Linked DNA regions of Mus musculus: regions 1, 2, 3 and 4 are each linked to region 5. The links are chromatin contacts, called in public HiChIP or PLAC-seq and promoter capture Hi-C maps. All regions are on one chromosome and are shown on one strand. The core of a region is the stretch at or near the end of the contact, and the rest is flanking DNA. Distances in the headings are between cores, read along the strand shown. Region 1 holds the start of 4930524B15Rik (RIKEN cDNA 4930524B15 gene). Region 2 holds the start of Prorsd1 (prolyl-tRNA synthetase domain containing 1). Region 3 holds the start of Clhc1 (clathrin heavy chain linker domain containing 1). Region 4 overlaps Cpeb4 (cytoplasmic polyadenylation element binding protein 4). Region 5 holds the start of Psme4 (proteasome (prosome, macropain) activator subunit 4).

Region 1 (2,700 bases), core at 121-2,620, 1.2 Mb after region 5:
GGCAAGACCTGTGGAGAACATGTGATATTTGGAGGGTGCATAAAAAGGGCTCAACAGACCCTCCTGATGACTAGAGTCTAGGATGAGACCTGGCTGTCTCTTCTAGATAGTGCCACCACTGCTGCTATCCAACTCTACCAAACTGGACTGCTAGTATATCCATAAAGTGTTTGGGAGTGGATTGAGCTGCTGCTGCTGACCTGTGAACTGAACTGCTGATTTCCGACAACCCAGATAGGATTTTCTCCAAAGAACCACGTCTAAACAGGTCCACTTCCCCGCCCCCCCCCCGCCCCCTGTATCCTTTCTTTTCTACTACCTGGTGGGTGGTAGGCTAGAAGGGAGGCAAAAGCATTTAAGAACTATCATTAAAAATAAGGCCTAAGAACCAGGTGTGATGTCGCACGCCTTTAATCCCAGCACTCTCGGGAGGCAGAGGCAGGTGGATTTCTGAGTTCGAGGCCAGCCTGGTCTACAGAGTGAGTTCCGGGACAGCCAGGGCTACACAGAGAAACCCTGTCTCAAAATAAATAAATAAATAAATAAATAAATAAATAAATAAATAAATAAATAAATAAATAAAAATAAGGCCTAAAAAAATTAAAGTTACAACATAGAGAAACCATGTCTCAACAAAACAAAAATTAAAAACAGAGAAGGGGGAAGGGTTCACTGCTCCAAGGACAAGAAGATCATTGCCCCAGGTTATCACACAGAGCAGGGGGCTTTACATAAATCAAAGTTTTATTGGACGGAAAGGGTTAAAACATTTTGCAAGAAAGTCTTACAAGGTGGAAGACAGGAGATAAAAATGTTTTAATTCCTTGTCCTAAACACACATTTTTATAGTATTTGATAGAAAAGAACCATATTTGATTTTCTTACATCCCAGTCCCAAATGATGCATAGCCTGAAATTCAACCTCTCTCTAGACGAATGGCCATCCTCACAACCACAGTCCTTCCTGTTTCCCTTTCAGTAGGGCTTTCCTTGCCTCCCAACTTCTAACAGAGATCCACATTAGGCTCCTGTCTTCTGCTAGGTGCCTGGACTCTTATGTCCTTAATCCCTTCCTTACCTCAACCCCAGCTTCTCGGTGTTCTACACCTCAACTTCCTACCCAGGCTCCTGGTGTTCTGGACTCCAGCTCACCCACCCACACTCCATCTCTCTTCAGTGAAGTTGGGGCCTCTAGGTCAGTCCCGTCCTCGCCTCACACAGGTCTGGCCCCAACGGTTCTCCACCCTCCCCCAGCCCGCATGCGCAAGTGTCCCCCCTCCCCCACATCCACACTCCCCCACCCCACCCCACCCCACACACCTCACACACACACACCCCACGCCCTGTGCTCAGGCCGGCTCCGAGGTCCCGCAGGTTGCCCGACAGGAGGCCGAGAGATGGTGCCCAGCCGCAGTGGGCAAAGGCCAGATGGGCCTCGCTTAATCTACGTGACCCGCTTCGCCTCGCACCGCCATGGCGTGTGGCAGCTGAGGGGTCTCCGAGGTTTCGGCCATCGAGGCCCAGGGCTCGGGGCCCGCTGTGCCTCAAAGCAAGCAGCGGTGGAGCCCGGGGCCCGGGGAGGAGAGCGGCCCACTGGCTCCCAGGCCGGGGTCACTGACACCCCGGATTCCGCCCCTTTCCAGCGGAGGTCGAGAGCGCCCAGGGCCCGGGAGCAAGCAGCGCAAGCAGGTGGCACGGCAGCGGGAGGGATCGTCCTGTCAGCGGCCTGCTGCTGACTGGGCAGCTCCCGCGCCATTTTGTGCGCGCGGCTTCCGTCAGCCAGGCTTCGCGTCAGCCTTCCTGTCAACCTTTGTGTCAGTCTTCCTTTGTCTCAACCTTTGCATCTGCCAGTCTTTCTGTCAGCCTTCCTGTCAGCCTCGGTGTCATTTTCCTCTCAGCCTTTCCTGTCAGCATCCTAGTCAGTAGGCAGCCAGGCTCCTCTCTCCTGCCAGTCTGTGTTGGAGCCATAAGTTTAGGAGAATTCCTTTAACTCACTTAGTGGGGTGGGTAACCTGTAAAAAGGCTGCAGGATATTTAAGATAACCTAGAGACCTGAGAGAAGTTCTTGGATGTAGCTACTTCAGTCGCTCAGAGAAATGGAAGTTTGGCGCGCTTGTTGGTTATTTTTCACTGACATTTATTGAAATTGCTAATTACAGGAGCTGGAGAGGTGGCTCAACGGGTTAAGAGCACTGGTTATTCTTCCATATGATGTAGGTTTGGACCTCAGCACCCACATATAACTGATTGTAATTCCAGTTCCAAGGCATCTGACGCCCTCTTCTGCCCTCCTTGGGCATCATGCATCTACAAGGTGCACAAGCAAAACACATATACACATACAGTAAAATAGAAAATGAATTGCTAATTACCTGATATATATTCAATCAGACCTCTTAAGAGACGTTGAAGCATCCTGTTAAAACACAGAAGATCTGAAGATGTAGTCGTGGCCCACACTTTTAATCCCAACACTAAAGAGTCAGAGTCAGGCAGATCTGTGAGTTTGAGGCCAGCCTAGTCTACAGAGCAAGTTCCAGAACAGCCAGGACAACACAGAGAAACACCTTTTACCTATACTTTTCAAAGCAATTTTACTGAGCTTTCATTAATAGTGTATCCAGTTCACCCAGTTATGGTACACAAGTTAATGGTTCTTACATATCCACAGAGTTGTGTCCTTAACATTCCATTTTAATG
Region 2 (2,700 bases), core at 104-2,603, 1.3 Mb before region 5:
CAAAATATGCAAAAGAAAAAACACTGTAAATTGCACACATACATATCCACGGTTGTACATATTTTTCATGGTGGATGCTCTGAATTTAACTGGTATTCGTTATAAATGTTTTGATAGGGGTTGGGCCTTTTGGTGCTGAGGATAGGACCCAGAGTGCTATGCTTGCTAGGCAGGCACAATATCTCTGAACTAAAAACCTCAGCCTCCAAATACTTTAAAGGCCTGGTACCTGGAGTACTGGTACTTAGAGCTGAGGCCGAGATCAAGAATTCAAGAGTGCAGCAAAATCCTGGTTGGGGTTCAGGGGGAGCCTTAATCATCACAGTTGCAGACCTCAAGACCTCAGTTTTTGTTGGGCCAGTTTTCTATCCCAGTGGCTAACAAAGCCATCAGGTGCCTGAGACGCTTATAACTTTTGAACTTTGGCGTAAAATTTGATGACAGTCCTTAATATTTATCTCCAGAGTCCCAGACATTCACTACAAGGGCATCGATGAAGAACATAAGACCCCAGGTTAGTACATAAAGAACATTTTTTTAATGTTACAAGTACCAGTACTCCAGGGCCTTAAAGTATTTGGAGGCTGGGAATGTACACAGAATGTGACCTTTGTAAAAATGGGAAATAGTAAATATTAAGACAGGTGTTTTCTATCATAAAATGTGTCGTGCAAGCCTTACCAACCCTCATAATAGTTTCCACAAAAATTGTACATCTCCAGTGTAGGTCATGTTAAAATTAAGGTACGTACTTTTGTTTGTGGCACAAGCGGGAGCGGGCCAAAAGAGGAACTGTAGTTTTAAACAGCTCTCAGTGTGAGTGCTGAAATAAATTCGTGTCATCTGCAAGAGAAGTACGTGCTCTTAACCGCGAAAACAATTCTCCAGACTCAGGGGTTATATACTTTTTGTAATTATTTGGGAAATGATCCTTGCCGTGCTGCAGTGGTAACGACTGTCCAAAGAAGTAAAAAACCAAGCCACCTCAATGGCCTGCTGTGCCTTTGGTACCAGATACAGCCTAGGCGATTCTATAGGGTTGCCACTTATGTAGTGCCTTGTTCCTTAGTTATCTACATAACGTATCAGCTATCCAACCGGCTTTTAAGTCACGTCAGTCATCCCAGGACAAGTTTCCTCACGGTTGCCGCAGTTTTAAATAAACTTATAAGCCTCTGCTTGGACCCAATAAACACTCGCCCGAAGACCCTCTGCCTTCCTGGGGCCGCAGTCTCACCTCGGGATGCTCCACGACCTCCGTGCGAATGGCGAGGGCGCCGAGCCTCTGTTCTAACTCAGCCCGCAGCTCCGAGCCTGCCATTTTCCCCTCTACGTGGGCAGGCTTACCGGAAGTGCCACGGCTTCGGGGGCGTGGTGATGGCTGCTTGCTCCGCCCTGGCATGGCTCTGTGGCCTGACCCATCTTTGGGCCGCCGAGAGCGCTTAGCCACACCCCCAACCACCTGAGCCTCCAGTGCCGGGGTCGGAAAGCTCCGGGTTCCATTGCTCGGCCGCGGCAATGTGGCTTCATGCCTCAACAACTGTAGCTTGTGACTTCCGTCTTTCCGTTCTTTTAAATTTTATGTGTTATGGGCGTTAGTTACCGGCTTGCATGGTTGTGCACCACGTGTGAGCAGTGCCTGAGGAGGCTGAAAGAAGGTGTTCAATTTACTAGAACTGGAGTGATGGTGAGTCATGTAGGTGCTAGGAACCGAACTCGGTCCTCTGGAAGACCAGCCATCACTCCCGCATATTATGATATTAGAAAACGGTACTGCGGGTGTGGTGGCGCACTCCTTTAACCCAGCACTTGGGAGGCAGAGGCAGGCGGATTTCTGAGTTCGAGGCCAGCCTGGTCTACAGAGTGAGTTCCAGGACAGCAAGGGCTATACAGAGAAACCCTGTCTCGAAAAAAAAGAAAAAAGAAAAGAAAGGAAGAAAACAGTACTGCGACGAATTACAGTGGTCGTTATGATACTTATGGCCTGGAATTTGCAACCATGGTGGGACCACTTACTTTGAATAAGGTTCAAATTCCACATTAGTATTTCACTTAAACTTTGAAATTAAGGCTCACATGCAACATGAAACACTGATACACTCAGAGATGTTTAATATAAATTAATTGTATTTATTTGGGAGTGAAGATCTGAAAAAGAACCCCTCTTAAGACACAGATGGTATGCTTTTTCTCTCCCTCGGTGACACAAATAGAGCCAGATTAGAACATATTACATGTAGATAAAGGCAGGTTTACTAGGAGGCAGCTTTTGGGCGGGCTCATCAATCTCACATGTGGAAGTCAGTGAAGTCACTCATCTGGTCTTAAGAGGGTTTCACAGAGTTTTGGCAAGGAATGATGCCGTGCTAGCTAGGAGCTGGGATAGTGTCCATACATGGTCAAAAACTGAGCCCCTAAGCAGACACTCTTGGGTGAGTTACCATAAACACACCACATTAGCCAGGAGCTTTCTCTGCCTGTGCAGTAGAAGAAGGAGGGCAGACTGGAAAACAGGGATTTGTTCCAGCCTATGATTTACTCAGTATTGGAAGAAACTACAAAAGAGTAAGTCAGAGTTGTGTTTACAGTTTCACTCTGAACTCAGGATTTCAAAATTTTAAAACTTTTTAGTTTAACCTTTTTTTAAAAATGATTTATTGCCCGGCGGTGGTGGCGTATGCCTTTAATCCCAGCACTTGG
Region 3 (2,700 bases), core at 95-2,594, 1.2 Mb before region 5:
ATCGCATATTTTAAAATCATGGAACAGCTACAGTGCTCAGCAAGTGTTAGTGGATTCAATATCATCCCTTTTTCTGCATGTTTTCCCTCAAACAAACCTTTTGAATGTTGTAGTCAGACAAAGTCCGGCCATCTTCCAGCTGCTTACCAGCAAAGATCAGCCTCTGCTGATCAGGAGGAATTCCTATTAGAGGAAAAAATACTGGGCTTAATAGAACAAGGTACATTCCCCATTGTTGTGAATCAAATGATTGCTAACAGTGGTCACAGACTTAGATGCAACTTTTTCCAAGAGTAAAAGCCCTGGAACTTTCTCTGTAACCAGGCTGCCTCTACCTCCTTAGTGTTGAGATTAAAGTGTGGACTGGGCCATTGCCCAGCCTGAGCATTTTATCGTCTTTGTGACTCAGTAAACAGTTCTAGATTAACTTTTAAAAGATTTGTCCTGCAGAGTTTCCAGTTAATCAGATAGCCTGACACTAATGTCAGGAATATTTTACTTTCAAAAGCATCTAAATTTATTAATCTGTTTTCTACCTTAAGAACAAACGTGTCTAGGTCACACAAGCCAGTCATTTTTCTAGTGACAAACTTTACTTGCCTTCCTTATCCTGGATCTTGGCCTTTACATTTTCTATAGTGTCCGAGGGTTCAACCTGCCAAGTTTTGATATATGTAGTTAATATACGGTTACATAGTAAGTCATTAACTGCTAGCTTTATACAAAACGAGCAAGGAGGAGGTGAGCTAAAGGTAATCAATTAAGATGACACCGCGTGCAAACTACCCAGAGTGCTACAATCCAAATTAGTCCCCATACCAGGGCGAGCGACGGCGGGGGAAGCACAGGAACGCGTCTGCCCGGAGAAAAGCGTCTCCCATCACCTACCCTACATTTCGCCACTCGGGATAAAGCAGGCTAAACCGTACCACACCGAAAACCAAACGTTGTTTTTGCTAAGCACCATAATCTCAGCTCAAAGCCAAGTTTCACAACTCAAAACTCAGAAACCCGCCCTCAAACACTAAGGGCCTCAGTCAGGCCTTGGCTTCCTCAACGGCAAGGTGGCCCGTACCTCGAGCGTGATGGTTTTCCCCGTAAGGGTCTTCACAAAGATCTGCATCGTGGCGGCGGCTCCACCTGCATTCGAAAAGAGACGGATTAGATCCGACGACACCCGTGAGAGCGACGCGTAGCGCCACTAGCCAGAGCGCGGCCACAGAGCATACACTCACCCACGATGGCGGATCGGAAAGGAAGATCCGAGCGTGGCCGACGGGGTCTCCTGGCCGAAGGACCCGCCCCTTAGGCGGCCACACACGTGCCTGCGCGCTGCAGCGGAATCGCGGCTGTCTAACGCAGTGCCAGATTTGCTCGTTCGCTCGGTTTCTTTACGCTCTTTTCTCGGTTTACCTCAGAATGGCCTCGAAATGATGTGCTCAACTAAAAAAAATGCCTCAAAAGGCTTTCTTATACAGCCGATGCGATTAAGAGAGGCTTTCCTTTAAAGGGGGCTTGTGAAACATAAGAGAGAGGTAAAACAAGTCTATCTGGGAATTGTAGTTTTACACTGCTTTCTTCTTGTTAGAACTACTTGTCCCAGGATGCATTTCCACACTTCCCGGATACCTGATTACACTGTCTAAGCTGTGGAGTGAGGGTTAGGAGAGAGTCAGGTGAGGACTCAGGGGATGAGGCACTATGATTTGCGCGTGGGTGGGGACTCTCTGGAAATGCCCCGGAGGGAAGGCTTAAGGGCTAGAAAGGCATTTGGGGGCTGAAGGTGTCTGTCACACCGTAGTGAGCTAGCCACATCTAAGGTATAGTCGAAGTCTTTCTAAGTGCAGGTTTCTGCCCCTCCCGGTAGTCCCTTCCGCTACCCTTCATCCGATCGGAAGAAGCTTTTGAGCGTCACGCGCCTCCCTAGTATGAAACGGTTAAATGTATTGGAATTTTCATCTTTTCACGTTTTAAAAAACATACGATAAGAAAATCTGCAGAATGTTTAGTTTTCGACTATAAGTTTAAATGTGGAGCGTGTCCATCCTGGAGAAAATAGGAGCATGTGCCCTCGGGGAAACTTGAAGCTGTTAAAAGCTGGTGCCTTCTCTCAGTCCCTTCTCCACCTCACAAACCCAGTGCCCTTTCTAATGCACCCTCTCAATGTCTTTTCACCCTATCCGTAAGCGTAGGCGTGCTCCGTTTTCTTACAACGAGGATCCGTAACTCCCTAATAATCTCTGTTTGCTCTTTCCTCATTTTAATATACTAGCTCTGCTGCCTCCAAATTACACATTTTGAAAAGTAAAAATGTAGGGCTAGGAGATGACACAGTAGCTAATATTCGATATGCAGAACCCTGGGTTGGAACTCAAGCACCCACTTTTTAAAAAGGTTGGTGTGCTTGGTGGAGTCTGTGACATGGTAGGCCAGCAGAGACAGGAGACTCCCTGGACCTCATTGGCCAGCAGGTTCAATGAGAGATGGGGGCCGACGACCCTACACCCACACATGACATACATATTTCTTAAAATAAGATGGGGCTTCCAGATGGCTCCATCAGTAAAGAAAATTTACATCTGCTCTAGATCTGATCAACCTTGAGATTCAATTGGTGGAGAAAACCAACTCTAGCAAGTTGCCCTCAGACTTTCACAGCGCTCCCTACCCCCGAACTAACGAAGTGCAATAAAAATTTAA
Region 4 (2,700 bases), core at 19-2,518, 1.1 Mb after region 5:
AACTCCCAAGTACATATCACATGGTTTCAGTAGTCACTGGCTCCTGGACAGTCCTTTCACCTACACGCAAAACTCTTCTCTGCCATATATCTTAAAGCAGTTAAAGGAACTCCTAGACATGGTAGGATTTCATTGTAAAAGAACACACTTCTCAAAGGTACAAAGTCTTTAGAGGATATACACAGTGTTTTTCCAAGGACCTTTTAAAGATAGTGATGGCTCACTTATCTGTCATGTCTGCTTTAGCCTATTTTCCTTGCTCAACCTAGTGTTACTCCCACAAACACCAGTGGTCTCACCTCTTTCTGAGACATCAAAAAAAGTAAATAAAGTAAGATCAGCTAAAGCAACAAATGAGTAGAGTGTAATATTTAATTTGGGCCTTCTAATTCTAGGCTTCCGTGGAATATAGGTATGTGATCTGAGACGAATTCAAAGGAACAGGACAGGACTGGGCTTTGGGGATTGTTTTTCTGTTTGTTTATAAAAGGAATTCAGGGATTTGAGGTCTTTTGGAGGCCTGTGGAGTTCTTTAAACCTTATTCATTCACCTCTCTTTCCATATACAGGTATTCACTTTTTGTGTGTTGTAGTAGAAATATGTCAATGGTCAAAGAGGGCCTTCTCATGAAGAGTACAGTCTGGGAAATTCCTATTTTGTTCTTGTGAGTTGAGTGTGTTCTGCGTAGGAGACTATGAGTATGGGGTGGCCTTGTTAGAAGCTTAACATTGGGTGCTTTTTGTCTCATTGTCAAAGGTCACAAAAAAGAAGAGATGTCAAGGGTTGCAAAATGTAAGTCTCAGCTTAGGCATAAAGATTGTACATTTTGATTTGTAGTCCCTTTGCTAACTGGGCCCTGAGCTGGCCAGGCAGACATTGGAGAAGAGGAACCCTCACAGCTATTTAGGAGCTTTCGTGTGTCTTTATGACCCAACTTAGTCTCTCAGGACAGCATTTTAGTTTTGTTTACTTTCTTTAAAACAATGGCCTCTTGTGGCAAGTAGCTTGTTAAATAGGAGAACATTGCCTGTGATCTCTTTTGGATGCAGAAGTTTAGGTTTATATGATAACCTGCATGAAACTGGCCATAGTAAAGCAAGGAACAACTGGATTATTCAGAAATGCCAGTAGCCTGTTTTCAAAATGTGACTTGTGCACTCTTTTCTCATCTACCACAGAGAGAAGGCATGCAGGAATGTATACTGAGTGTGCCTGCTAGCAGGCAGCTGTTGGGCCTCACTTTCACATACCATGTCTCTTTCATTTCTCACCAGTTTTTTATTTGTGTGCGTGCATGCATATGAGTGTGCAGGTGCAGATGCCTGTGTGCACACATGCATAGACACATGCATAGACCAGAAGAGGATATTGGGGAGAAAAGACTTCTCACTGTACAGAAAGCGTCACCATTTTGACTAGGCAGGCTGGCCAAACTCCTGAGATCTGGCTACCTCACAGTGCTGAAGTTACAGGCACATGAAGTTGTGTCTAGCTTTTTTTTTTTAATGTATTTATAGATCCTAGGTATTTTTCATTTTTTTGTTTTTATTGAAAATATATTCTTTTCTCATATAGTATGTCCTGATAGAGTTTTCTCTCCCAGTTCCTCCTTTCCTTCCCTTCCCTTCCTTCTGAATCTACTCCTTTTTTTTTTGTCTCTCATTAGAAAAGAACAGGTAACCACCAGACATGACAAAATAAGATATAAGAAGATAAAGGAAAAAATATCATATCAAAATTGGACAAGGCAACCCAACAGAAGGAAAAGAGACATAAAAGCAGTGAGCCTAGCTTTCCAAGTAGGTGCTTTGAGCTCAGATTCCCATGCCCTGCAGAGCAAGCAATCTTACCTCAGCCATCCTTTTAGTACCTCATCACAGTTTTACAAGATATTTGTGTGTGTATGTGTGAAGAGTGTCAAGATTCCTTGTCCAATAAGTAGAGATTTAAAAATCAAGTCTTACAATGGACTATTTTTTTTTCTTCCAGGCAAGGCTAGAATGACTAAATAGCCTAGAAGAAGTAAGTCCATTGAACTAATGGAATCTAAATTACCAGTTTTGTTTTTTAATTCAAATAAGTGGCAACAACTTTTTTAAAAATCACTTTAAGGATTTTTATGATATTAAAAATATATAAATACATGTTGCATTTAGTGAAGGGAAAATAAAAGGCAGTTTCCTCAAAGGCTTTCTGAAGAGATCTTCTGATTTATCAATTCATATGGGAACCAAATGGTTTATGAGCAGAGCAGACTGATTCATCTATAGTTTAGAATTCTGGGAGGGAATATTTAGTAACCTAAGCAAGACTCTTTACTCTTGTTGAAGGTGTTAAGATGAGAAAGTACAGACTCTGAATAGAAGTGGTGAAGAAATGTGAAGTGCTATTAAATGTCTTTACTTTGCTCCTCTTCACATTACATAATTACCTCTTTTATGTCAACCCCTGACACCTGCTTCCAGGCCATGCTGACCCAACAAAAAGTTGTATATCCTGTGGATGACACTAATGAACATTTTAGGTTATGGCATGACTTAGTTAAATAGATTTATTTTTTAAACTAGGTCTTCTGAAGCTAGACTTCTTGCCACTTACAGTGTGACCTTAAACTTATGGGATAACAACAGCTAGTGACTCCATATGATACTTGTAAGAAACTAATGCAGATAAATGAATACATAGTTTGTGAGAGAAAT
Region 5 (2,700 bases), core at 170-2,669:
CCATCAACTCGGGCATGAGAAAGTTTCCTTATAATATTAGTAACAGCACAAAATGGGTGGCTAGACACAGGTCTTAACACATAGCAGTTTCATAATAGCCATGGCTACAGAGTAAAATCCAGTCTCAAAACAAAAACAAAAACAAAAAAACTAAAACAAAACAAAAAACCACAAACAAAAAAACAAAACCAAAAACAAAAACTAAAAGAAACAAAAGTAAATTTTATTATGCTGCCCTTAGGCTTATTGTTTTTTAGACATTCTCTTTTGAGATGGTGACTTTTTTTGTAAAATATTTTCTTGAAGATCTAGGGATGGAACTCAGCTTAGGAAAGAGGCCAACCACTAGTAGAACTCATAGACCAGCTGGTAATCCTTGTCTGTTTTTTCAGTTAGTTAGTTAGTTTGTTTTGTTTCGTTTTTTTGTTTAGCTCAGGTTGGCTTTAAGCTACAACCCTCCTGCTCTTGAGTTTCCAAATGCTGGGATGACAGGCGCATGTTACAATGTCCTCTCTTAGAAATTTCTTGTTATTTTTAAGATCAATCTCAATTCTCCAGCATTTACTTCTTAGTCTCAATACATGTATTCACTCCCTTCTGGCAAGCAATCTTTAACCAGCCTGAATCTTGAGTTATCAGAAAGCAAGCTTGCAGCCTCAGTCTTTTCTGTCAGCTGATAATTATTTCTTCCTCCTTTCTTTATCGAAATAACATTGCCATCAACCTTACAGATTAATTTAAAAATAACTTCTATGAAGGTGATATGCCTTCATTTAGAATTCCCAGGTATCTCGGTACTTATCCAGTATTTACCAATGCATTATCTTGTAATTTATTAGTTTGTTGCCAGGAAAGGCCTCTACGTCCTTAAGGGCAGAACTAGGCGTTCTTAAACTTTCTATAGGGACCTTAAATGAGAAGATGACACACAAAGTATATTTGTTGAGTAACTTTTTTGGAGGGTGGACGGGGAAATATCAGAAAGGTGGGGGGTAAAAGGACAGAGGAACACAGGGTACTATTGTGTATACAGATTCTTCCATACACGTTTTTTTAAAGATAGTGTCTCCTGTTGCCAGTAGGAAGCAGAGGTTGGCCTAGAACTCTTTGTGCTCATACTGCTTCGCTGTCCACACTCCCGCCCCCGGCTGGGATACAAGCTGCTCTTCCGTAAACTGGCCCAGAAGAGAGGATACTGAGCGTGGAGAGGTAGTCGGATTCCGTGTCTCTGGATCCTGCTGGAGCAGAGTAGGGTCTCTTGTTTCTCGCCGGCAGCCTCGCGTGGCAACCCCAGTCGCTGACACCAAACTCGGCTGACTGCAAGAAAGCAGCCAGGTTACCTCCTCCCCGCCTCCGTGGCCCCGCCCCGGAAGTGACTTGAGGCCGGTCCGGAACCTCCCGGCGCTGCGGCTGCAGCGTCACCAGAAGAGCCGGAGGGGTCCGGGCCGAGCAGCCGCTGCCACCGCCAACGAACCGGGTGCCGCGCGGGGTCCAGCAGCGCGCCGGGCAGCCGGGGCGGGAGGGGGGCCCAGCGGTCGGGCCGAGGGCGAGGCGACGCGGACGAGGCTGAGCCCGCAGCGGGGCGGGGGCCGGGGCCGGGGGTCGGGCCGGGGGCGGCCCCGGGCTAATGGAGGCTCCGGAGCGGGCGGGCGGCGGGGAGCCCCCCGAGCCTGGCGGGCGGCCGGTACTGGGCCCGCGGGCCTTCGTCCCGCAGAAGGAGATCGTGTACAACAAGCTTCTGCCCTATGCCGAGCGGCTGGACGCCGAGTCCGACTTGCAGCTGGCACAGATCAAGAGCAACCTGGGCCGGGCCGTGCAGCTCCAAGAGCTGTGGCCCGGGGGCCTCTTCTGGACGCGGAAACTCTCCACGTAAGTGGGCTGAAGCCGTCGGCGGGCCGGGCTCTTTGTCTGCGCTGCTGGTGCTGCTCAACTCTGTTCTGTCCAGACGGCGCTGACCTGGTGCAGGATTCCAGGGGCGCGGCCGAGTCCGGGGAGACCCAGTCTCCTCGTTGCTTTCCGTGGGACTTCTGGGTCCTGTCGGTCGCCTCTCACGATCAGCGTTCTGGTCCTTTCTCTTGACGTGCCAGGCTCTGGGGAGCCACAGGCGTACCCGGGCATAGGGACGAGCGGCTCCCATTGGTTCTCCCTGGGGTTCTGCGCTTGGAGCTGCGGGATAGAGAGCTTCGGTCTTTGGGGAAGCGACTCCTGTCCTTGCTTCTGTGGTTTTTTTGGGTTTGTTGTTTGTTTTTTGTTTTTGTTGTTGTTTTGTTTTGTTTTTCCTTCCTCGTCGATCCACTTTACACTTCTTACCGTAGGAAGTAGGGACAGTAAGAGGTTGTGTGTGTGTGTGTGTGTGTGTGGTGTGTTTTTCTGTGTTACTATGTTTCTTGGGGGTCTGGGTTGCTGTTCTGGCTTCCTGGATTTAATTGAAACGATTCGTTTCAAATGGACAGTCAGCGCATTCTCGGATTGAGTAGACGTTGAGAATGTTGTCTTAGAATTCTAGGAAAAGTGTATGTTCCTGTTGTGACATTTCCTCGGTCACGACTTCGCTTATTCTAAGGCAAATAGTGAAGAGCGCTGTTAGGTTGATCCCGGGCTTTGTTGGCCAGACTGTGTGGTTTTGAGTTGGTTAGTTCTTTTGTTTTCCGTACGCACTAGCCGCAAATTATAGCGTCATTAGAATTAGAACGGGGGAAA

The links. HiChIP or PLAC-seq counts read pairs in DNA pulled down with a chosen protein or histone mark. Capture Hi-C pulls out chosen DNA fragments and counts their contacts.
Region 1: an H3K4me3 HiChIP or PLAC-seq map of stem cell-derived neural progenitor cells shows a contact between it and region 5, with 4 times the contacts expected there. The contact joins the promoter of 4930524B15Rik here to the promoter of Psme4 in region 5. A contact is called at or near these places in 1 of 39 promoter capture datasets (cranial neural crest) and 3 of 115 datasets of contacts at active chromatin or transcription factors (embryonic stem cells and stem cell-derived neural progenitor cells).
Region 2: a contact with region 5 is called in an H3K27ac HiChIP or PLAC-seq map of thymic regulatory T cells, with 19 times the contacts expected there. The contact joins the promoter of Prorsd1 here to the promoter of Psme4 in region 5. A contact is called at or near these places in 2 of 39 promoter capture datasets (liver and pre-B cells), 2 of 484 Hi-C or Micro-C datasets (B cells and CD8 T cells), 7 of 115 datasets of contacts at active chromatin or transcription factors (the 230-238 cell line, astrocytes, cardiomyocytes and 4 more) and 1 of 9 other capture datasets (liver).
Region 3: a contact with region 5 is called in a promoter capture Hi-C map of liver, with 3 times the contacts expected there. The contact joins the promoter of Clhc1 here to the promoter of Psme4 in region 5. A contact is called at or near these places in 6 of 39 promoter capture datasets (the C10 cell line, the HPC-7 cell line, cranial neural crest and 3 more), 4 of 484 Hi-C or Micro-C datasets (CD4 T cells, double positive thymocytes, embryonic stem cells and 1 more), 11 of 115 datasets of contacts at active chromatin or transcription factors (acute myeloid leukemia, a beta-TC-6 cell line, embryonic forebrain and 7 more) and 3 of 9 other capture datasets (adipose tissue, liver and pancreatic islet).
Region 4: an H3K4me3 HiChIP or PLAC-seq map of stem cell-derived neural progenitor cells shows a contact between it and region 5, with 3 times the contacts expected there. The contact joins the enhancer-like site here to the promoter of Psme4 in region 5. A contact is called at or near these places in 1 of 39 promoter capture datasets (pre-B cells), 2 of 115 datasets of contacts at active chromatin or transcription factors (astrocytes and stem cell-derived neural progenitor cells) and 2 of 9 other capture datasets (adipose tissue and liver).

Annotation. Positions count from the first base shown.
Region 1 is chr11:31,964,263-31,966,962 of GRCm38.p6, forward strand. It overlaps 4930524B15Rik (RIKEN cDNA 4930524B15 gene), which reads left to right and starts at 1,371. Exons shown (of 5, transcript NM_026262.1): 1 at 1,371-1,689. The coding sequence starts at 1,398.
Region 2 is chr11:29,513,680-29,516,379 of GRCm38.p6, forward strand. Prorsd1 (prolyl-tRNA synthetase domain containing 1) reads right to left here and starts at 1,354. Exons shown (of 2, transcript NM_026465.3): 1 at 1,238-1,354. The coding sequence starts at 1,321.
Region 3 is chr11:29,546,606-29,549,305 of GRCm38.p6, forward strand. It overlaps Clhc1 (clathrin heavy chain linker domain containing 1), which reads left to right and starts at 1,345. Exons shown (of 12, transcript NM_028504.1): 1 at 1,345-1,535. It overlaps Rps27a (ribosomal protein S27A), which reads right to left and starts at 1,435. Exons shown (of 6, transcript NM_024277.2): 1 at 1,236-1,435; 2 at 1,076-1,140; 3 at 601-655; 4 at 98-183. The coding sequence starts at 1,123.
Region 4 is chr11:31,881,048-31,883,747 of GRCm38.p6, forward strand. The region is part of intron 1 of Cpeb4 (cytoplasmic polyadenylation element binding protein 4); the gene reads left to right. Among named protein-coding and RNA genes, the nearest start is that of Cpeb4, 11 kb to the left of the region's middle. Within about 2 kb of position 1,269, at least 9 of the 459 cell types and tissues checked have an H3K27ac peak or open chromatin away from gene starts, as enhancers often do. A contact at or near this core is called in astrocytes and stem cell-derived neural progenitor cells, where this site is marked.
Region 5 is chr11:30,770,356-30,773,055 of GRCm38.p6, forward strand. Psme4 (proteasome (prosome, macropain) activator subunit 4) reads left to right here and starts at 1,420. Exons shown (of 47, transcript NM_134013.3): 1 at 1,420-1,869. The coding sequence starts at 1,628.